Regions from separate parts of the Mus musculus genome. Here region 2 is linked to region 1. A link is a contact called in public Hi-C data. All regions are on one chromosome and are shown on one strand. The core of a region is the stretch at or near the end of the contact, and the rest is flanking DNA. Distances in the headings are between cores, read along the strand shown. Region 1 overlaps Cdh5 (cadherin 5). Region 2 holds the start of Tk2 (thymidine kinase 2, mitochondrial).

What was found. Hi-C and Micro-C count contacts between places; a contact is called where the count stands out from the background.
Region 2: a contact with region 1 is called in a Hi-C map of centroblasts, with 2.1 times the contacts expected there. The contact joins the promoter of Tk2 here to the enhancer-like site in region 1. A contact is called at or near these places in 8 of 39 promoter capture datasets (the C10 cell line, the HPC-7 cell line, cranial neural crest and 5 more), 2 of 484 Hi-C or Micro-C datasets (B cells and centroblasts), 4 of 115 datasets of contacts at active chromatin or transcription factors (bone marrow-derived macrophages, embryonic stem cells and pro-B cells) and 3 of 9 other capture datasets (adipose tissue, liver and pancreatic islet).

Annotation. Positions count from the first base shown.
Region 1 is chr8:104,125,837-104,130,136 of GRCm38.p6, reverse strand. Cdh5 (cadherin 5) reads right to left here. Exons shown (of 12, transcript NM_009868.4): 4 at 3,478-3,594; 5 at 1,921-2,085; 6 at 738-925. Among named protein-coding and RNA genes, the nearest start is that of Gm29682, 22 kb to the right of the region's middle. Within about 2 kb of position 2,431, at least 30 of the 459 cell types and tissues checked have an H3K27ac peak or open chromatin away from gene starts, as enhancers often do. A contact at or near this core is called in B cells and centroblasts, where this site is marked.
Region 2 is chr8:104,246,356-104,250,655 of GRCm38.p6, reverse strand. It overlaps Tk2 (thymidine kinase 2, mitochondrial), which reads left to right and starts at 2,098. Exons shown (of 10, transcript NM_021028.3): 1 at 2,098-2,255; 2 at 2,972-3,009. The coding sequence starts at 2,123.

The sequences.
Region 1 (4,300 bases), core at 1,182-3,681:
CTTGTTTGGGTGGGGGTGGGGGGTGGGGGGTGGTTATCTTGATTGTTAATTAGTGTAGGAAGGCCCAACCCATTGTGGGGAGCACCATTCCCTAGGCCTGGTTCTGAACCGTATGAGAGGAGAAAGCTGACTGATAGCCAAAGCCACAGACAGAAAGTATGCGTGCTTTCATTTCCTTCTGCTTTTGACGCGGATGTGATGCGACCAGTTGTCTCAAGTTCCTGCCATTGTGACTTTTCCATAACAATGGACTCAGCTTGGAATTGTAAATCGAATACACCCCTTTTCCAAAGTTGCTTTTGGTCAAGGTTATTTTTATCACAATATGAGAAATGAGACTAGAACAAGTGTTGTCTGTGAGTGCTGCAGGGTTTGTGGCTGCTTATTCCAGAGCCTGATCTTCCTGTGGCAACTCTGAGACATGCTCTAGATAGCCCCTATGGGTCTGGGCCCCACTCGAACCTGTTCATCACTGATTGCCACCTATCCTTGCTCCTGAGGCTTTTAGGGATTACGGCCCAAAGAAACATGTCACACCCAAAGTATTGCCTCTATCTCTGGAACAATTCAGGCTGAGACTGTGGGTTACAGTCTCCACGAGTTCGTGGCCCGCTCTGAGCTGTACCAGAACCTTTGCCTTCAATGACCTGTGGCTCAGAAGTGATCCCTGAGCATGTCTTTTGGATCCTGCAAACTCCATAGCCCATGAATGGGCTCGGTTCTGCAGGTCTACGTACCTTCGTGGGTTTGATGATACCCTCGTTACGTTTGGGGTCTGTCTCAATGGTGAAGGTGTCCCTGTACTCGCCCTGCATGATGCTGTACTTGGTCATCCGGTTCTGAGGCTCATCTGGGTCCACAACAGTCAGAAAGCCCAAGGGCTTGCCCACTCGGATGTCTTCAGGCACCGAAAATGTGTATGTGGCTAATGTGCATAGGATACCGCAAAGAGTTAATGAGATAGATAAGACAATTGTCTCTTTGTATTATCACACATACACACACACACACACACACACACACACACACACACACACACCAAGGGTCTTACCCAGGCTAGGCAAGCACTCTATCACTGAACTATACCACCTAGCCTTTGGAATTTTGAGATAGAGGCTTGCTCTGTAGCCCAGGCTGGGTTTGAACTGGCAAATCTCCTGTCTCCGTCTCTTGAATGCTAGGGCCACAGGCATGTGCTGCCCTATCTGGGTATCAAACAGTATTTTGCTACAGAAAACAGGCAAGAAACTATGATGGTATGATTCTGGGTCCCAAGGTAAGGAAGCCTGCCTTGCCTTTTGTCTGTCTGTCAAGCTGGCAGGGTGTTAGCTCCTTCTGTACATTGGAACATCAATAGATGAGCGAGACAAATCTCACCTTTAGGAAGTAATAGAGCTACTTCAGAACTAGATAATTTGGGAGTCAGCTGAGGCCTGAATTTCCACATAGCTAGTCGGTTCCATGAACATAGCAACTTACTTCTACTGCCCACTCTCACTGGGGGCACAGGAAAAGCTCTTGACAGACAGTTTCTAAAGGGAAATTCAATTTGTGGGTATGTTTATACCAGATTGTGGTTGTACCCTATTCTCTGGGATTTTAGAGCTGGGCCCTCAATCTCAGAGGTTCTGCGTGAAATGGCTCCTGTCTCTCAGTGGGACTTGAAGCATTGCAGTGCCATCGGCAGGGCTGTGAATTTTTTAAAATCTGGTCTGTGAAGGGACTCATCAGTGGACAGTTGGGTGACCTTGAGAGCAAAGCACTAGGATGAGTCAGGGCCTCCCTACTCTGGCTTCAGAAGCCCCCTGGGATATAGCAAGAAGTAGAGGGATTTGGGGCACCCTCTGAAAACTCCCAAGTCACTGAATCTGGATTGTCTCTGCCCCTGTCCACTTAAAGGCCTATGGGGGAGGGGCTTACATTGAGTAAAGACGGGGAAGTTGTCATTGATGTCCTCCAGTCTGATCATCACAGTGGCTGTGCCTGACTCTCCCCGCAGACCCAGGGCATCTTGTGTTTCCACCACGATCTTGTATTCAGCCTGTTTCTCTCGGTCCAAGTTTTTGATCTTTGTGAAAATGAGTCCTGAGAAGAAGAGTGTCCCAACAGGAATTGTGTTATCTGTGGAGCCTTGAGAAAATCTGAATGCTCAGATCCTTTCAGAAATACATAAGCAACTTCACTATGTATTTGAGATTGGGAACCCCAAACCCACTAACGCCATCCCTTGCCCTGTATGGCTAAAATCTGGCCAAATGTATGGTCCAATATTGTTCCTAGCCAGGGAGAATGTTATATTGAGAAAGACCATACTGCCAATTCCAGGCTCAGAGTGCGATAGATTAGTGATGACTGCCGTGGTACACATAGACATGATTGGCTGTGCTGTGCTTGATTAATGATGTCTGTACTGACATACATGGAAATGACTGCCCTTTTTAGTGCTGAGAGTGCTGTGATAGGTTAGTGATGTATCTCTTGGTGCACATAGGAGTACCAGTTACACTCTGTCTTTGCTCATCTTCTGGAAGACAAGGGTGTCTGGCTTGCCTAACTTGCTTTCTTTCTTGCTTCCAGGGCTCAGTACTTACAGCTTTTAAAATTAGACACCAAAGTTGGCCCAAGAAGCCTTCTGGACTTGCAGACTTGAATCCTGTGATGAACTGCAACCTAGTAGCATGTAAATACACTTAAAGCCCTAACTTAGGAGTTTGCTCAGCCAATCACAGCGGCTGTGCTTCAGTTAATCATAGGCTGCCACCTGTTCACAGCTATTCAAATAAGGCAGACACCCCAGCTGGAACCATCCGAGCTGTTTCTAGACTGCAGGGTTTTTTTTTTCCCTGTACTATAAATATCACCCAACTATGTGGCAGCCCTGGGGTTTCTCTGAACTTGTTTAGCTTCTGGGGTGTCCCAATTTGTGAACTGTTCTTTGCAAAAATTAAACTTGATAAAGTTTAATTGGTCTAAAGTTTTTTCTCTTAACAAGGCATGGAAAAAAATTTCTGTGGCATGGCTGTGCCTATGCGAAATCGAATTTCAACGTCTCGGCTACTTGGCAAGGGAGTGTGAGCATTCCTATCTTCTGGACGAAGGACGTGAGGCTCTTAGGTGGTAGCTAACTTGTGCAAGGGCTGTAGGGCTGAGCAGTAGTTCTGGGTTCAAATCAGATGTCTCTGAATGTGTACAAAAGACTTTCCAACCAGCATGTTCTGTTGAGTCCTGGTCTATGCTTGGGTGAAAAGGCCCCGATCTTCTTTCTGGACTTGAGGTCCTGCTTTGGGCGCTTGTCTGCTTCCTTCTCCCCTAACCCACTCCAACATGTCTTTATGTGTATTATGCATTCCTTCTCTGGATCAGTGGCTGGTGACACCTATCAGGTTAATGTTCTCTATACACTGGTACCTGCAATATTCACGTCCCTCCTCCATCCCTCCAAATGGGTACCCGCCCAAAAGGCTTAGTCATACAGACCAGAATTATCAATGCTGAAATACTCATTTCCTTTCACGATTTGGTACAAGACAGTGGCGTGGCCGGCCACAGTGGGGTCATCTGCATCCACTGCTGTCACACGGATGACAGAGGTCCCTGTGGAGAGAGAGAATTCTGGTATGTCCGCTCATGACTGGCCCTCACCCCATTTCCTGGTGGGAGTAGATGGGGGTTCTGCTGTTCCTACTGCCCAAGATGAGGGAATGAAGGCTGCCTTGTGCTAGAGGGGCCATCATGAGGACAAAGTGCCAGCCGGAGCAGTCATGAAGCAGGCAGAGAGAACAGGTGGTGTGTGTGTTTGTGGGAGAAATGAAGAAGGGAAGGGGTTGGGTTTGAGAGAGAAACATAGGTGACGTCTGGGTAGATTTTCATTTTCTGAAAGTATGAATGCGGGACTAGGAAGGGTGTTGCAAAGTTCCCAGAGGGGTTGAGATTCCATTTCTCATCCTTTGGAGTTCTGGGTTTCCTCAAGAAGGTCTGGCTCCATGGCCTTGAGCACAGATCCCAGACAGAAGAGTAGAGAGAGACACACTCTTTGCCTGGACCTTCTGTAAGCAGGATGAAGACAGGCTAGTACCTCCTAAGCCCATATCTAGGGTGACAGCACACTCTGCGGTCAGGATCAAGGCCCAGGCTATAATGAGAGTCAGTGTTCAGCACATTGTGAAGATTAAAACCCATCTATGATTAGGGTCAGGGTTTATTTTGGGGCTAGGTCAGAGTTTAGCCTTTAGGGACACATTTTGAAATCATGTAAAGGCACAAGATAGCATTACAACTACTTCCTTGAGCTTACTGGAGC
Region 2 (4,300 bases), core at 849-3,348, 120 kb before region 1:
CTTGGTTACCTTGTCTAGTCATTCCTCAGCATTTTTTTTTTTTTTTTTTTTTTTTTTAGATCCCATCCAGATTACAAGTATAATATCCCCCAGGAAAACGTTGATTCACTGGTAGTAAGTTAGACTTAGGCAAGAGAAGTTCCGATGTTCTGTTAGTCTGGTTGACCACGGATAATGAAAATGTATAGTTTTATTTAAAAACTAAAAGGCTACAAGAAAGGAATTTGGCCGTTTTCAGCACAGAAATTATTCCGAAGAGACAGACTTATCCTGATATGAATATCACACAATGTGCACATGTAATAAAACATCCAATGGTATCTTGTAAATAAATACAATTATGTATCAGTTAAAATAAAAAATATAAATTCTATAAAGCAAGGATCTGTCTGCTTCTCTGCTCGAAGGGTCCCCATGGTCTGGGCCACTCATCAATAGCTATAGAATATATAGCCTGAACTTATGGCCTGGCCCTGTTAGTCTGTCCTTGCTCTCAGAACGTGCAAGCCTGTCTCTAGAGTACTTTTCGCCTCCCACTGCTGTTAGTTGTCCCACAGTTTATAAAGTGCTCCGGTGTAGCCAGGACAAACCATCTTGGAGCATTTCATGATGATAGACACAGGAAGAATATGTCACTTCCATTATGTGAATTAAGTCTCATGATTTCTTTTGGAGAACTGAATAACCACCCGTCCTAGTTTGCTTCTCTGTGATAAAACAAACACTGACCAAAAGCAATTTGGGGGAAGAAAGGGTTATTTGGCTTACAGGAGGGAAGACAAAGTAGGAACTCAAGGCTGGAACCGGAGGCAGAAGAAGCAGAAGCAGAAGAACTAAGAGTGTTTATCAGCTTCAGTAGTTCTCTGGTTTGCTCATTCATAAAGACCCGCAGCTCACCTGCCCAGGGACAGCATTGCCCATAGCAAGGAGGCAAAAAACAAAAACAAAACAAAACAACAACAACAACAAAACCCCTCCTTCATCAATTAGCAACAGGAATATGCTCCACAGACATGCGCACAGGCCAATCTGCCGCAGCCAGTTTCTCAATTGAGGCTCCCTTTCCCGAGGTGTTTCTAGTTTGTGTTGCCTTGGTAAGAATTAACTAGCCCACAACCCCAGTCCATTTAGATCTCTTTGGATCCTGCCCATCTAAGATCTGTTCATTTGGCTGAATCTGATCAACAGTTACCAACAATCTCACCCCAAGACGCTCACACACACACACACACACACACACACACACACACACACAACTGTCGACTTTGAATTTGAAGATTTTATTTGCCTTTACTAGGTGCCTAGCAAATAAACAGGAAGCCCTGTTAGGGTGATGGCTTTTTTGTTACAGATCTAAAAGAGTAAAACAAAACCCAGAAAATGTCTTTCTTCATTTTGCCCAAGACGACTGCCAGCATCTTGCCACCTGGAAGAAGTGGAAATCTTCTTTACACGCATTGTAACTGCCCATATACAGTCAAGGCGGCAACATCTGGGCTTATTGGTCTTGAATGGGTGAATTATAGTACCCAAGCTTATTTTTGCTTACAAGTTGGCCTTACATGCTTTTTTTCTTATCCCTTTTTTGTTCATTCAGGGGAGATATTCGTTATGCTTTCCCGAGGAACATTAAAATCCAAACGTTGAAAATGTCAAAGACTGTAACATTTGGGAACAATGGCTTTCACGGCCCTCTCACCTGTGTCCCTCACACTGTTTTTTGTGATGGTGGGGATTAAACCTAGGAGGGCCCTTTGAAGCCCAAGGACAAGCTTGGAAAATGTTCCCAAGTTTGACAAGGTCTACTTGCAGAGTATTTTCGAAGGAAAATACAGGACATCCTGAGTAGGCGGTGCGAGGTGTGGATGGAGCCGGCAACCAAGGAAGTAATCGGATATACTAAGCAGTCCCCGGCATTATTATGCCATCCATTCTCTAAATCTACTTGGGTCAGGGCCATTCTGCGGTCTGTAAGTGGGGAAATCCTCACTTTGAATCTCTTCGGTGTAGCCTAGAGGGAGAAATACTAGCGGATCCCTTAAGGGGCGGGGCCGGACAAGGGGTGGGGCGGGGCTCCAGGACGCACCGGAAGGAAGTAGGACTTGCACATCAGCCAGGGACTATGCTGCTGCGGTCGCTGCGTAGTTGGGCTGCCCGGTCCCTGCGTAGCGTGGGCCCGGGGAGCTCCGGGAGCCCCGGGAGCCTCGATTCGGGCGCCGGGCCGCTGTGGGCACCTCGCCGCGCCTGGCCTCCGGGTAACTAGTGCTTTTGTGCCACCTCGTAGGGGCCACACTGAACCCCGCCCCCTCACCTGCTAGTCCCCAGGAAGGGTCTGGGGACTGTGGGACCCTAATGAACTGTCAGGATCGGCACTTAGTGGGGCTCAAACGCGGCTTCTCGGCCCATTTTTTTAATTTTTATTTTTTATTGTCAGATTCTTTAGGCTTGGGAGGTGGCTAGTTGGGGCACGAGCTGTATTTAATCAGCTCTTAGTGGATGCAGGTGTCTGCGGACCTAGGGGGCGGGTTCAGGCTTGCGACTTTCTCCTCTTGCTGGCAGTGCGGATCTTTCTCTTCGGAAATGGAAGCCAGGTGACATAGCTTTCATTGGCCTCGGGCTGCTGCTGCCAGGTGGGTTGGCAGTGTTGCCAGTCTTGGCCTAGACAGCCTGGGTCCCAACCCTTGGAATCTCTCAGAGTGTAGGTTATCCCTGGGTGCGCTGTGAAGATCCTAAGCACACAATCCAGGTGAAACGGAAAGTAGAATGTACCGAGCAAAGGAAACTAAGCAAGCACACATGGGCCTGGGCCCAGTACAGCGACACATACGGACCCAACTGTAGAGAGTCCCAAGAATGGCAAACATTTTTTGTAAGCCAGGGAACACGCATACGCAATGACTGTGTGGTCATTTATCAGGTCAGCACAGAGCAGAGTGAATAATTGAAACATCGATTTCCTTTCCTTTTTTAGATAAAGATAGAGAAAATGATAAGGAGAAAAAAGCAGTGGTAAGTTTCTCTTTGCATGCTTTCTCCAGCGTAATTTCGGTTTGGTTTTGTTTTTTTTTTTTTTTTTTTTTTTGAGGCGGAGAACAAAAACAATGGTGCGCACAGTGAAAAACCAAACCCAAGACGATATCCAGGGTCACAAATCTCTCTTCCTTCTTGTGGCCCGGTTCCTCTCCTTAGATTCCATCACCGTTAGCCATTTCTTGTGTGTACGGGCGGGAGTGGGGCCTCGAGCTGCATTCAGGTAGTAAGCACTCATGTTCAGGTGTTTGTGAACTGCCAAAGATGCTGACCGAGCCATCTAAACGGCTTAAATTGCATCTATTTGCTTCACTGCCGATTGCCCCGCCCAGATGTGGGGGGAAGTGTTCTTCTCACTTCCTTCTGCTGTCTAGTGGAGACCAGAGAATCCACGAGGGACCTCAGGGTGGCCTCAGTCAGGAGGTGCTTGACAGGCAGGCTCTGGGGGTTGGGGCTGTGAGGTCAAAGGAAGTGCAAGTTAGACAGGTTTAAATGTTGCAGCAGTATTTTGGTTACCACCAGCCCAAGGGTTCAGTTTCTTCCTTTGAGATCATCTCACCCCAGGCTGGCCTCAAACTTGTGATCCTTCGGCTTCGACCCCTCCTGAACACTGGGATTTCAGTTGTGTGTCACTCCCAAGTGGTCAGGGCCCGTTTCTGTAAGGGAGCTGAAAGCCTTGAGCTCAGATGGCTGGGGAGAAGGCAGCTGGAGCACCTTAGTGCCTCTGGAGGGTGGAAGGTGTGCCCTCCTGTACCCCTTGGTGGGGCAGTGGAGGTAGTCAGGAGGAAGGCGTGTCCCTGGGAAGCAGGAGTGACATCACAGGAAGAGGAGGCTTGGTTTTCAAGGCTGGAGAAATGGCTCAGCAGTTAAGAGCTCTTGTTGATGTTACAGAAGATTCAGGTTTTTGTTCCTAGCACTCACGTGACAGCCCACAAACTGTTTACTTCCAATTCCAAAGGATCTGACCCCGCCTCTGCTGCTCTTCATGGACACCAGGCATACACTGGAGCACAGACGTACAAGCAGGCAAACCATTTATCCATATAAAATACATCTAAAAAGTTAGAGGAGGAAGGTGGTGGTGGCGGCACAGGCCTTTGATCCCAACACTCGGGAGGCAGTTCTCTCAGTTGAAGGCCAGCCTGGTCTACAGAGGGATTTCCAGGACAGCCAGAGTTACACAAAGAAACCCTGTCTTAAACAACCAAAATAAATAAATAAAATGAATGAAGGAGAGAAAGAAAATATGGATAGCTAGTGACATAGAATT